Linked DNA regions of Gossypium hirsutum: region 1 is linked to region 2. The links are chromatin contacts, called in public Hi-C maps. All regions are on one chromosome and are shown on one strand. The core of a region is the stretch at or near the end of the contact, and the rest is flanking DNA. Distances in the headings are between cores, read along the strand shown.

Region 1 (6,147 bases), core at 868-3,367, 130 kb before region 2:
TAGCGAAGATGAATAAGTAGCTGGGGCTTTATATATATATATAAAAGTGATAGGAATTTTTCTTTTTGTACTTACTCTAGCAGCAGTTCCAGGCCAAGCTAGAGTAAAGATAATAGGTAGAAACTTCTTGTGTTGGCTCAATCTGGTACATGTATACATCTACTTTAAAAATATATCAAAGGATAAAAAAATTATCATTTTGATTTAAGTAAAACGAATCAAAGTCTTTACAAATGGGGTAAAATTATCTAAAATCTCTCATTATCATGGGAATGTAGGATTAACTAAGGAAGAGGTGGTGTTCAGATTATCGATTATCCCCTATATTTTAAAATCTTGGCAGTAGTGGAGTGTGATATTATCGACTTAAAGTAATCTTTGAAATCTAAATAGAATGCTATTCCAGAATCTTACCTTATCCTCGAAAATGTAGGATTACTTTTGCAATATGGTTACGGGGATATAATATTATATAACCATTATCGGAAATGTTACATTACTTGTTTGGTTCATGGGTGGGAATGTAAGAATTTTAGTGATTAGTTGATGGAATGTAATATTACCTAAAAGTACATTAAATTAAATAATAATTATTTTTAATTTAAATTTTTTATAAAATTATGATAAATTATCAAACCTATTTTTGTTACACCTTAATTTAAACATCTTTCCTAATATTTGTAACTACCTATAATTATCATTTATTTATTTTACAGAATTTGATAGTCTTTATGAGAAGGGAAGTAAAACAATTTGTTTTTCACAAAAATATTGCTTATACTAATCCTATACACATTATATATGGGTAAAGTATAAAATAAATAAATAATAGACGAAAATTTAATATAATGTAAATATAAAAATTATTTACCTTTTTTCTTTTTTACATTTTATAGGAAAATTTTAAATTCTCAAATTTAAAATTATATAATAATGATAATTTTTTTATTTTCATCCTTGAGTTACACTCAATCATAAAAAGAAGGTTCAAAGGACATTCCTCATGCTTGACATGTGGTATAGCCTCTATTTTTTTTATAGGATAATGATAAATTTTCAATTTTAGTCCTTATGCTACACTCAAATTTTAGATTATGAAATAATAGTCAAATTTCAGTTTTAATCCTTATGTTACACTCCAATTTAAAATTTAATCTTTATACTTCTACTTTTTGATGTAATTTGGCAACTCAATTTTTCACAATGTCATTTATTAACTCAAATATTTTATTTTGATTATTATCCTGATGTAACTTTTTAGAGTTATTAATGCTATTAAAGTTATTTGTTAAATTAAAATACATTACAATATCATTTTTTTAAATACATTGCAATTAATTTTTTTTAATTTTAAAATATTTAATAGTATTAACAATTAGATCTGAATTTTTTAAATTTAAAAGGAAAAGGAGCTAAATTTCTAAAAATAAAAATAAAAATACTAAATTTCAAAGCATATTTTAATATTCAAATATTTATTCTAGAATTTTAATATTTTTATTAAATTCAAGTCCGTTGCAATGTTATTTTTTTTTACATGGATACCAAATGAGTATTTTTTTTCATTTCAAAATGCCACAACAACAAATTTAACAAAATAATTTTAATAGCGTTATCAGATGGATCTAAATTTTTAAATTCGAAAAGTAGAAGGATTAAATTCCAAATAAGAAAAGAGTATAAGAACTTTGAGCAAATTATAACCTTTAAATTTTTACTCTATAATTTAGTCAATAAATAAATAATTAACCCAAAACCAAGCGTGGGTGGACACCGTAGTAGTTTGATTTTTTGACCGTTAAGAAAAGTCCTTTTTCAGCAAAGATGGCAATAGGGATGCGTTTTATGTTTCTCTCTCCAAAATTGGCCTACTTTCGTTAATATCTTTTGAAATTGGCATATTCGACTAATTTACCCAAAACAATAAAGATTGAATAATAAAAATGATAAATACGCACGATGTGGATGTTTAAAAGATGATACAAATACATCTCTTGTAAAATTAGTTTAATTAAGATTAAACAATAATTCATAAAAAATAAAACCAAAAAAAAATGCTAATTTTTATTTCTGTGGATTTTTTTTATAATTTTGAAAAAGTAAAGGGAGTGTAATGGCATTTAATGGAAAGACGGGATTATTTAAGACTTGATCAAAATAAAATAAAAATTTCGAGTGGGCTATCTCGAAGTAAATTCTCAGTAGAAGAATACAGGAAAAAAAGGGTGTCTCGTATTCTCCGATCATCTGGGTAAACTCTTTTTTTTCTTTTTTTGTATTCTCTTATCTGTTTTTGAATGGTTTGTTGATGCTTAGATCCATTACTATCCCCTACGTTTCGATTATCATGGATGTAAAATTCTTATATTCTTTCATATTAACCACTTGAAATTTTCGAAATTTGATAATGTATATCTATGCTGCCTTTTGATCGAAGTTCCAAAATTTGAGACGCTCTGCCGTAGTCAAAGGAACATGTAATACGATAAATGTTTCGGAATCTGTTTTTCATATCAGTAATGCTGCATTGATCTTTTAGATTAGCGCAGTAAGGACTTTATAATTGTTTCTCAACTATTTCGCTTGTGCTTCACTGGGTAATTCACCGATATGGTATTTCTTTTTCGTTTTCTTTATACTAAGCCTGTCAATTGGATGGATGGGATTGATTATTTTGACTCCAAATCATTTTGATTAGTGTTTGATGCTTTGATTTTTTACGGATTTAAATCATTTCAAAATTTGTCGTTCTGAATTATTTTTGGGATTTGGATTGCAGAATTGACAGGTAATGGCAGGACAGGGTGATTCAAGTTCATCTGAGAAGAAATCAAAGGAAGTTATGAATGATGTATCAACTTTTAGAGCAGAGAATTTGCAGAATAACATGAAAGTTGTATATTACAGGTATGTCTATGCTCACATTTAGTGAAGATACTAAAAGTTGTGTGTTGAAAGCCAATACTTGAGATAAGCATTGTGGTTTCATTTGCAGCCGAACGTTTTTGTCGATAATCGGAGGGGCTATTGCTGGGATTTTAGGGTTGACAGGCTTTATGGGTTTTATATTGTATTTCATTGTCATGGCAATTACTTCAATTGGACTCATAGCAAAGGCAAAGTTCTCCCTTCATTCTTATTTTGATTGCTGGAATCGGATTATACTCGATGGATTCTTGGGTGGGCTTATGGTAAAGCCTTTTCTTTTATGTTTTGACTTGCTTTACGTATTCCCATATCTTCAATGAATCTAAATTTTGTTCTTTTGCTTTGCCTAACCTTTCATCTTTTTCCTTGGCTTATATTCTTCTTTTATTTTTGCAGTCATTTGTGCTATTCTGGACGTATCCTTTTCTTTAGATTTAGAAACTTTCTACACAACATTGCGTTCTGTAATCATGCTTAATTGAACTCGATCGGAAAAAAAACTTGAGCTCAACTCAAAATTGGTTGCGCAAAACAAGATTCGAGCTCAAATGAATACAAGTATAGAAGCTGAAGCTCAGTTTGAATTCGTTATATATGCAAATTCAAGTCGAGTAGGTTGTTAGCTGCTCGAACCTACTCAAGCTCAGTTCAATTGATGGCTTGCTCAAGCCTAGTACAACAATGATCATATTTGTCCAAGTAGCTTACGAGTGTCTAATTGAATAATGAAACTTTCTTAAATCCTACAAAAGTTTTGGTTACTCGAATTTGAGATAGCCTTGTTGAGGTGAATTCAACCTCGATTAATAGTAAGCTACGTTTGAATATCTTTTGTTTCATATCTTAATACTCTACTACTTTCTTTAACTTGAATAGACTTGCTTATGATATCGTGCATATATTCTGAGGAACTATCTCCTATGATCTCGGCTGGAAAAGAAGCTGCTCTGTTTCCCTTGCTGCTGGCATTTGCAATCGGATTCCATGTTTTTGTTACCTTTTCTTCTTTACTTTCTATTGCATTTTATTTTCCATTTTCCTTTGTTCCTAGATTCAACAAATCTTGGAATAAAACGTAAGGCATATTAATTAAAGGCAAATCTTTATTTAATAAGATCGATGTAATGCAAACCAATATGTGTACGTTTTAGACATGGTAACGAATCATGTAGTAACTATATCGTGTGTTTAGAAAACAATAATAGTGAACAAAAATAACCAACCTCAATTTGGAGGTTTTATACCGACTTTAACCTTCCATGTTCCGATATTCCGCATGATCTGATCAAGGAGACGTATTCTCCTATTGAATTCTGCAATTTTACGTTTCCATTGTGAAGGAAAATACTTCCAACAACACAGTGATGAACAAGGTCATGGTGGCTGCCTCCTACTATCTCTATATTTATAGTTCTCACACCTGCAAATTCCAATACAGTAAAGGCCGTCAGATTCAGATTTTCAAGTATTATACTCACTATTTGCTGTTTTCTCAGTTATACCTGTCAATTGAATAAATCAGTTCGGTTTTGTGTCAGATTGATTTTTATTTTAAAATTTTCAAGTCATTTTGAGTTCTAATAATTTAGGGTCAATTCGTTCTAAGTGTTTTGGGAATAAACCATTTTGGGTTTGGATCATTTTTGAATTTTGTCATTCAGGTTCGGGAAATTTTGGGCTAATTGTTTGGATTGTTTTGAATGAAGGTCATTTCGGGTTTACTTGTTCGGATTGTTTTAGGTTCCAAGTCGTTTTAGTTTTGAATTTTAAAATTCAGATCAAAATTGACAGGCCTACTCTCAAGTGACACAATTAGATTAATTTGAACTAAACCTTACCAACATCTGAGGGATTCTTAGGAACACGAAAGAGAGAGAGTATAATATGCTCGAGACTACAACACCAGTAATCAAGTTGTGGAGAAGGCGCTTGTTGTCTTTGGTAGGTACAAAAGCTGATTTCAGTATATTTGTCAAGTCAAAGAGTCTGTAAGAAATCTGCAGGCAAGAAAGAAAATGTCAGGGCATGACTAATGAGAGATATTTTCAGTTCCCAAAGATGACACCGTTTTACTTACTGCAAGATATATGGAAGTCGTAAGCATGAAATTCAACATTGGGTAATCTGGGATCAGAGAAAGGAGCAGCTTAGGCTGACCATCTGGAACCCCGGATCTGCACATTGATCGGATGTTGAGTTAAAAATTCATATGCTATGATTTAGAGGTTCGAATTCGGATCAACTCCTAGAGAGCAGTTGAAGCACCAAGAATTCTCATGTCGTCAACTTCAGCTTACCTTAGCCAGATGTGAATCTGCGAGATATAGGTCTCCAGTGTAATCTTTCCAAGCCATCTGGAAATGAAAGACATATATTAGCTCCACCTTATTGGTCATTGGAAAACAAAAGAATAAAACAAGAGACGATTAAGGGTTACTTACGCAAAAAGGGTTAAACTGTAGCTTCGGAAGGATTGAGTAACATTTCTTAAACATATATACACACTGGTGAAAACAAGGAACAAAAATTTATCGGTAAAAGCCAAAATGTTCAGATATGTCAAAATATCAACACAGTCGACATGAGACCTACGTTATCGGGATCCATGACGTGTAAGGGTGGTATTTATTGTAGGTGATCTTGTCAAGCTTGTAAATGTGCTCGAACCATAGAAATCCCACCTACAAGTTTATTGAAACCTCATGAATAAGAGTTTCTAGGAAAAGGAATGGCAAGTCAAAAGGGGTATATATGATACCATCAGGGCTATTATTGCCACGGCTATTTTAATTGATACTCGCCGCTTCACCTCAGTTTCCTCGAGTTTTTCCATCCATCGTTCAACCTGCAATAGTAAATCCCAATATCTAGCTATGAACTCCAAAAATAAATTGCATTAATTCATAGCAAGATACAATGAAAAGATCAAAAATAATTGCATTAGAACTTACAGTTGGATGGTAATATGCATATATCATCCCAATAATCCAAATATAACGATCAAGGCCTGAGCGGAAATGCCATTCATGCAAGAGGGGAAGGTTTGGCTTTGCCGGATCAGTATATCCTGCAATGGTTTTTATATTTTTCCCGTCAATATGACCAAAATTTGTGTAAATAGAAATCATGCTTTGGAAAATTACCCACCAAGGAAAAAGGTGAATGGGCTCCAGAGAAGTTCAAATACTCCAGGCACTTCCCAGACTAGGATAACCACCA
Region 2 (6,549 bases), core at 678-3,177:
AAGGAAAAGCAACAAAATTTTTTGCTGCGGGTAGTATTAAAAGAGTTCCACAAACTTGTTTCATCCCTCTTAGATGGCAAAAACCTAAACTTGGCTTTGTTAAGGTTAACATGGATGGTTTTGTGCTTAAGAACCCTGGTTGTGTCGGGGCGGGAACTGTTATTAGAAATCATTTAGGGATTGGGTTATAGGGTCGTTTAGATGCATCCCGAGAGCTACAAGCACCAAAGCAGAACCGTTTGCCCTCTAGGATGGACTCAACCTTGCTCTCTTTATGACAGTCATTAGCTTAGTAACGAATTCAAGTAAGGTAAATCATCTTTTAGGGTTTTTTACTAAATTATTATAAAAAAATAAAAAAATAACCAAAATATTATAACTTTTTTTTATTTACCAAAATATTATAAATTTTTTTTATTTACCAAAATATACCAAAAAAACAAAAAACAAAAACCTACAAAAAAAAACCTGTGGCGACACCAAAGGTGCCAAAGAGATTGGCAGCACCAATGGTGCCAAAGGACTAAAATGTAACTATCTGCAGTTTTAAGGACCTGACATGCAAATTTAACATTTTGAATTTTGAAAGTGAATTGCTGCCGCTGTGCGTGTGGGGCGCACTAAAATTGAAATGTGGCTAATTGCCTTCTAAGCCCTCCTTATTTTAATTAAGTAATAAACTCTAATTAGTTAAGTGATAATTAAGATACTTAGAATTCTAATTAAATAATAACTCTATTTTAATTTAATAAACTATTCTCATTTAATAAACTCTAATTTAATAAACTCTATTTTGGTAATTTGATGAGAATAGTTTATTAAATTAAAATAAAGTTATTAAGTAATTTGATGAGAATAGTTTATTAAATTAAAATAGAGTTATTACTTAATTAGAATTCTAAGTATCTTAATTATCACTTAACTAATATTAGATTTAATTAAAAAATTAATAGAAATACCATGCATGCCTTATTGAAAAACCAGAAGTAATAATAAAACTGATCACCCATAAATGTAACCCAAATAGAAAAAATAAATTATAATTATAAACTATTCTCATCAAATTTAGTAAATTTTTTAAATAAACTATTCTCATCAAATTACCAAAATAATACATAAAATGCGAATTAGTTTATACTTTTTTAAATAGCTTTACTTTAGGTAAAATATATTTATTTTAATAATAAAATAAAGGGCTTTTATGAGTAAAAATCATAGATTAAGAGCTTATTTAACTACAAAAATAGGTTGAGGGCTTGTTTATTAAATAAAAAAGTGAGTTAAAGGAAAATAAAAAAAATAATAAATAAGGAGGGCTTAGAAGGCAATTAGCCACATTTCAATTTTAGTGCGCCCCATAGCGGCATCAATTCACTTTTAAAATTCAAAATGGTAAATTTACATGTCAAGTCCTTGAAACTGCAGATAGTTACATTTTAGTTCTTTGGCACCATTGGTGCCGCCAATCTCTTTGGCACCTTTGGCGCCGCCACAGGTTTTTTTTTTTGCAGGTTTTTGTTTTTTTTTTGTATATTTTGATAAATAAAAAAAATTTATAATATTTTGATAAATAAAAAAAAGTTATAATATTTTGGTTATTTTTTATTTTTTTTATAATAATTTAGTAAAAAACCCCCCACCTTTTACAAACTTTAGTTGGTGATTGCAGGGTTTTCCTACATGTGAAAGCATATATTTAGAGAAGCAAAACTCGAACTTTAATTTTCAGTTTGACTCTAATGAAGCTCCGTATGAGTGAACTGATATTTTGTTGGTAGATGGCAATGAACTCATGATGTAGAGCACGAAAAATCAAACTCAAACTTCATTCAGATTGGGCTAAATGACCTCTAAAAGACCAAAACAATTAATTTGGGCCATTATTAGGGAGCCCAGAAACTACTTCATATAAAGAGACTTGTCCTGCCCTGACCTGACCTGCTTTGCCCCCTTGAAAACTCCAACCAAAATTCTCTTTCACTTTGCGTACTTTTTGGTCTCTATCTATTTTCTTCTTTCAACTTGTTTTTGCTAGTAACATTTTCTCTTTGTTTTAATTTCTGCAAATTTCAAGTTTAGGGCTTCAACTTTGAGCTTAAACACACTCAGCAAAGCTGGATAGGTACAGAGCCGACCGCTATGGCGATGGCAACAACACCACCACCAACAACAACCAAGACTCTTACTATAATAACAATAATCACGACCGTTACTATAGAGGACCCTCGCGTTTCTCCGACGCTTCTCCTATGAGCCGCTATAACAACATTAACACCGATACCAATACTAATTTCAACGATAAGTTCGATGCCCAAGATCCCTACCAACACCGTCGACGTAGCCCTAGCAACTTCCGTGGCAGTGGAGGAGGAGGAGGACATCGTCCCTTCGATAGTCCTCCTCGTCAGCATCACAACAGCGCTGGCGGAGGTGGAGGCTTTCGGCCAATTGGAGGTGGCGGAGGAGGGGGAGGTTTTTGGCCTATGGCCGGTGGTTTTGAGGGTAATTATCCAAACCCTTCACCGCATCATCTGCAGCCAGCTCATACGGGACAGAAACGCCCTTTTCCATTTTCTGGCCGTGGAGGTGTTTCCCCCAACAGAGGTTCGTTTTGTTGCTTACAATCCAGGTTATTTTATATTTTTCAATTGTAATTTTTCACTCATTTACTGCTTCCACTAATTGAATAATTCGTCAATACAAAGATTTTAGGGCATTTTCCTTAGCATTTGCTTCTATTTGATGGACTTTCGTTTTGAAGTATAAATTTACCAAGTTCTCAATATTTACTTGAATTTTTTGTTCCTTGGCTGCATGTATGGTTTTAGCTACAGATCATTTATCTTGAATTCTGCTTTCCATATTCGAATTTTATCCTTCTTTACTGAATTCTGACCATAATAATTGCATCCCCAGACCATTACATTACGTATTTTATCTACTTATACTTTTTTTTTATTTTCTTTTTGCTTTGTCAAGATCGATTTGGTGGTGCTGGCGGTGGGGGCAATTTTGCCAAACTTTTTGTGGGATCTGTACCAAGGACGGCTAGAGAAGAGGATGTAAGTCAGTTCATTTTTTGCATGATACTTTTGAAACTATCATACTCCTGTTTGTACTCTTCTTTTGCTTCCAGATATGTAATTTGATTCACTTATCTTCATATGCTGGATGTCGATATATCGAATGAATACCATTTAAGCATTAATGCCATGTAATATTAAGCTATTTTGCATTTTGGACTTTTTGGTATTATTTCCTGTACAAATGATATTATTTATTCATCTTTTGTCAGATTCGGCACTTATTTGAAGAACATGGAGATGTGATAGAGGTTGCTTTAATAAAAGATAAAAAAACTGGCCTACCTCAAGGTATGTATGAATGTTGTTTCATCCTTGGATATTTGTTATTATACCTATCTTATTTCAGGTGTGCTGAGAGGCTGATAGGAGCAAACTTAAGCTCATCTTCGTCTCAGTTTGTTTTTGATACAAGTTCCGCGCTTGTTGGTTTTGGTTGCTACCTCCTTTTTTTATGTCACTCCTGTCAAACAAGGAGAGAAATGTAAACTCGCTAAAAACTGGTTTATGTATAGAAAAAAGTAGGGAACTTGTACCAGAAATGGAACCTGTCCTTGAAATAATGGATTCTGTTGTGAGGGCATTAGCCAACAATAAACTTTCATGGCAGTGTTTATTTCCATTACTGTAGTATATCTACATATATACATTGAAGGATGTGCTGCTTTTGTATTATGTAAAAACAAGTAACTCTATGATTGTTGTGTTGAATGGTTTATGTCATATTGTTGGTTGGAGGATTTCTGTGGTTGACTTCTATCTTGGAGAATCTGGTAATTCTTATTTTAATACGGGGGTTGAAATTTCTATGGACCAGTTTTATTCTGTTTAGATGGATTTGAATTTGGATGTTTATGTGATATGGATGATTATTCAGTTCTGTGTGTTGCAAATTCCTTGATTCTATGCTTTGTTACTTGGAGCTTTACAGGCATCACACTTTTTTGGGATTGATTTATGTGCATGGGAGTTGATTTTTTGGTGACTCTGTATTTGGGCATGTTGGTTGAATTATTTTTATCGGTTGGATGGCTAGTCTATATTGGTTGCCGGCTCATTTTCTGTATCGATTTCTATCCTTATAATATTACTAAAAGTTCCGTGGGAATTCTCTTTTCTACAATAGAAAGTTAGTTGCTGCTGCTGCTGCATCTTGTGACTGCAACCTGATGCAGCAGTTAGCATTGGTTATTTAATCAGCAAATTTGCGCTTATGCTCCAGGCTGGCTTTGTGGTTGCCCTAATCATTTTTTCTTTTGAATTTCCCTAAATTTATGTGATACCAATAGGATTGTGTAGTTTGAACTCATTGATTTTTATTTTATTCCACCTGTCATGTCCCATTTATAATATAATTGCTGCCCTGCTCAGATTTTGGTTGCTTCTTGGTTTTTATTTATTTATTTATCTATAGTTTCCATTGTTGATTGTATCATTAGTGCTTGCCTTTTGTGCCAGATAGTGAGAATGCTGATGGATTTCTCATTCAGGGAACTCATTTTCTTTTTCATGGTTTGAATGCTGTTGTGTAATGTGAATGTTGTAATGTGCGTGGAGGAATGGATGTGTTTGAATTTAAACCAACATGGAGGTTTGGATTCTAGAATTGTGCAGCATGGTTACGTGAAATTGTTGTTCTTTTCTATCGGATGGCTTTGTGAAACAATTTTGCTCCTGCTTGTGGTTAAACACTGCAGTAGAGGTTAACCTTTAATGAAAATTCCTTGTTATGTTCTCCACTTATTTTATTGTATTTTCAGCAATTCTGCTCTGCTATTTTCAATCCATTTATCATTTTGGTTCGTTCTTTTTTATTTATTATTTATAGTTGTGAGCCGTCAAGTCAGGTTTGGTTATACATTATTCAGAGAGAACTATGGTCCATTCTCATGGGAATTACTTGTATGTTTGGTGAAGATTGATGTCTTCTCTGAGTGACTAAGTCTATATACTCATAGATGCTTGGTGAAGTGAATGCTTTGATGATTCTGTCTTGGTACGATTAGGTAGAACCTTAATAGGTCTGATCTATGTGCATTATTCTTATTTATTCATTCAAATCCAAAGCAGCAATACAATTATGAATTTTGGGTAGAGTTACTACATGGCACTTGGTTTCTTGTGCTTGTCAAGTGAGAATATATGCTTGATGAACCAATTTGATTCTTGAAATTTGTGTGGAGATGGTGGAATCCCATATTCCTTTTGTTTGGTATGAATATTTCTACTTTAAGTATACTAATGACGTTTCTAGGTTAATTTTTTATTTCCATACATGAATGAGTTAATAGTTTAAACAAGACGGATGTCTTATCTGCAAAGCTAGCTTAGTGCTGCTCATTATCTCTTACTTGGTCATGTGCATAGCCTTCTTATGTTATTTGCTTGGCTAGATTCCTAGAAAATGTATTGTGAGAGATTTGTTTGGATAGAGCAGGAAGCAACTGATGAAGGGGAGGCCTAAAATGCTTGTTCTTTGTTTCTAGGTTCGTCGGAACCTAGATTTCGGTTGTGCTTGGCGCTTGTGCTCTACACATTGATTTATCTTTTTTGGGCCCATTGGGAGAGCTATAACGTAGCTTGACATACCATCACGTTGTCTAATGTGAGTGACAAATAGTTGAGTTCTCGCTTCTCCGTGCACTAGGGCTTGGTGTTGAAACCTTTTTGTTATTTGTTTGGAGCTGGTTGGGGAGAGGTAGAGTTAAGATTTGAATATTCTTGTGTTGTGAGCTTGTAATGTTAGTGACTGATGGTTCCTTTTGGAGTATGTTAGCATCGTATGTCTGTGTGGCTCAATCTGTGGGAAAATTAAAAGAGTGGAAATATAAGATGATATATGGGTGCTTGCCTTGCTGTTCTCTTTAATGTTTGATAAAATTCCTTTCTACTTGTGCCCATGAAGTCCTGCTTGCAAGCACAGTGATGCTTATTGTCATGGCAAATTGATTCAGCTTCCAGCTTTATCTGGATTATTACATGGATTTAAAATACAATTACTGGCAAGATTTTGTGCTTATGGGTCTTTTTCTTGAGAGTAGCAATATGTTGGTTGATTAGTTGCATGGTTGAAAGTTATTTTCTATGTAGGTTTGCAGCGTATATTGTCACAAGAATAGGATGTTGAGATGGTGCTATTTTCTGCAAGAAGGAATTATGCCCTGTTGTTCTTATTGGGCTCTTTTTCTATTAATCGTCTACTTATAAAAAGAAAACTATCTCTGCTGTCTTGTCTTAAATGATTTTTTTTTTTTTTTTGTTGAAGGCAAATTATGATTTAGCAACAAATTTGTTCTAAAGAACTCTGCCACTTATATATTACATATTATCTAGTTCTGCTATGTTCTGTTAAGGGGTTATCTGGCAGGGATATCCTGTACATTGTTATATTTGTGTCATGTGCTGCCTAGAAAGAGATACGAATGATTTGGTTGAAGATATTTCTCTTTTGAACATTCGGATGTGG

What was found. Hi-C and Micro-C count contacts between places; a contact is called where the count stands out from the background.
Region 1: a contact with region 2 is called in a Hi-C map of leaf, with 3 times the contacts expected there. The contact joins the promoter of LOC107916222 here to the promoter of LOC107916225 in region 2. A contact is called at or near these places in 17 of 34 Hi-C or Micro-C datasets (callus, fibers, hypocotyl and 3 more).

Annotation. Positions count from the first base shown.
Region 1 is chrD10:53,421,088-53,427,234 of Gossypium_hirsutum_v2.1, reverse strand. It overlaps LOC107916222 (ER membrane protein complex subunit 6), which reads left to right and starts at 2,117. Exons shown (of 5, transcript XM_016845379.2): 1 at 2,117-2,251; 2 at 2,780-2,907; 3 at 2,996-3,191; 4 at 3,325-3,344; 5 at 3,805-4,175. The coding sequence starts at 2,792. The coding sequence ends at 3,835. LOC107916221 (protein REDUCED WALL ACETYLATION 2) reads right to left here. Exons shown (of 16, transcript XM_016845378.2): 8 at 6,076-6,147; 9 at 5,880-5,995; 10 at 5,687-5,773; 11 at 5,521-5,609; 12 at 5,370-5,432; 13 at 5,226-5,282; 14 at 5,006-5,102; 15 at 4,767-4,925; 16 at 4,014-4,348. The coding sequence ends at 4,343.
Region 2 is chrD10:53,286,553-53,293,101 of Gossypium_hirsutum_v2.1, reverse strand. It overlaps LOC107916225 (flowering time control protein FCA), which reads left to right and starts at 1,927. Exons shown (of 19, transcript XM_041103269.1): 1 at 1,927-2,604; 2 at 2,980-3,062; 3 at 3,296-3,374. The coding sequence starts at 2,250.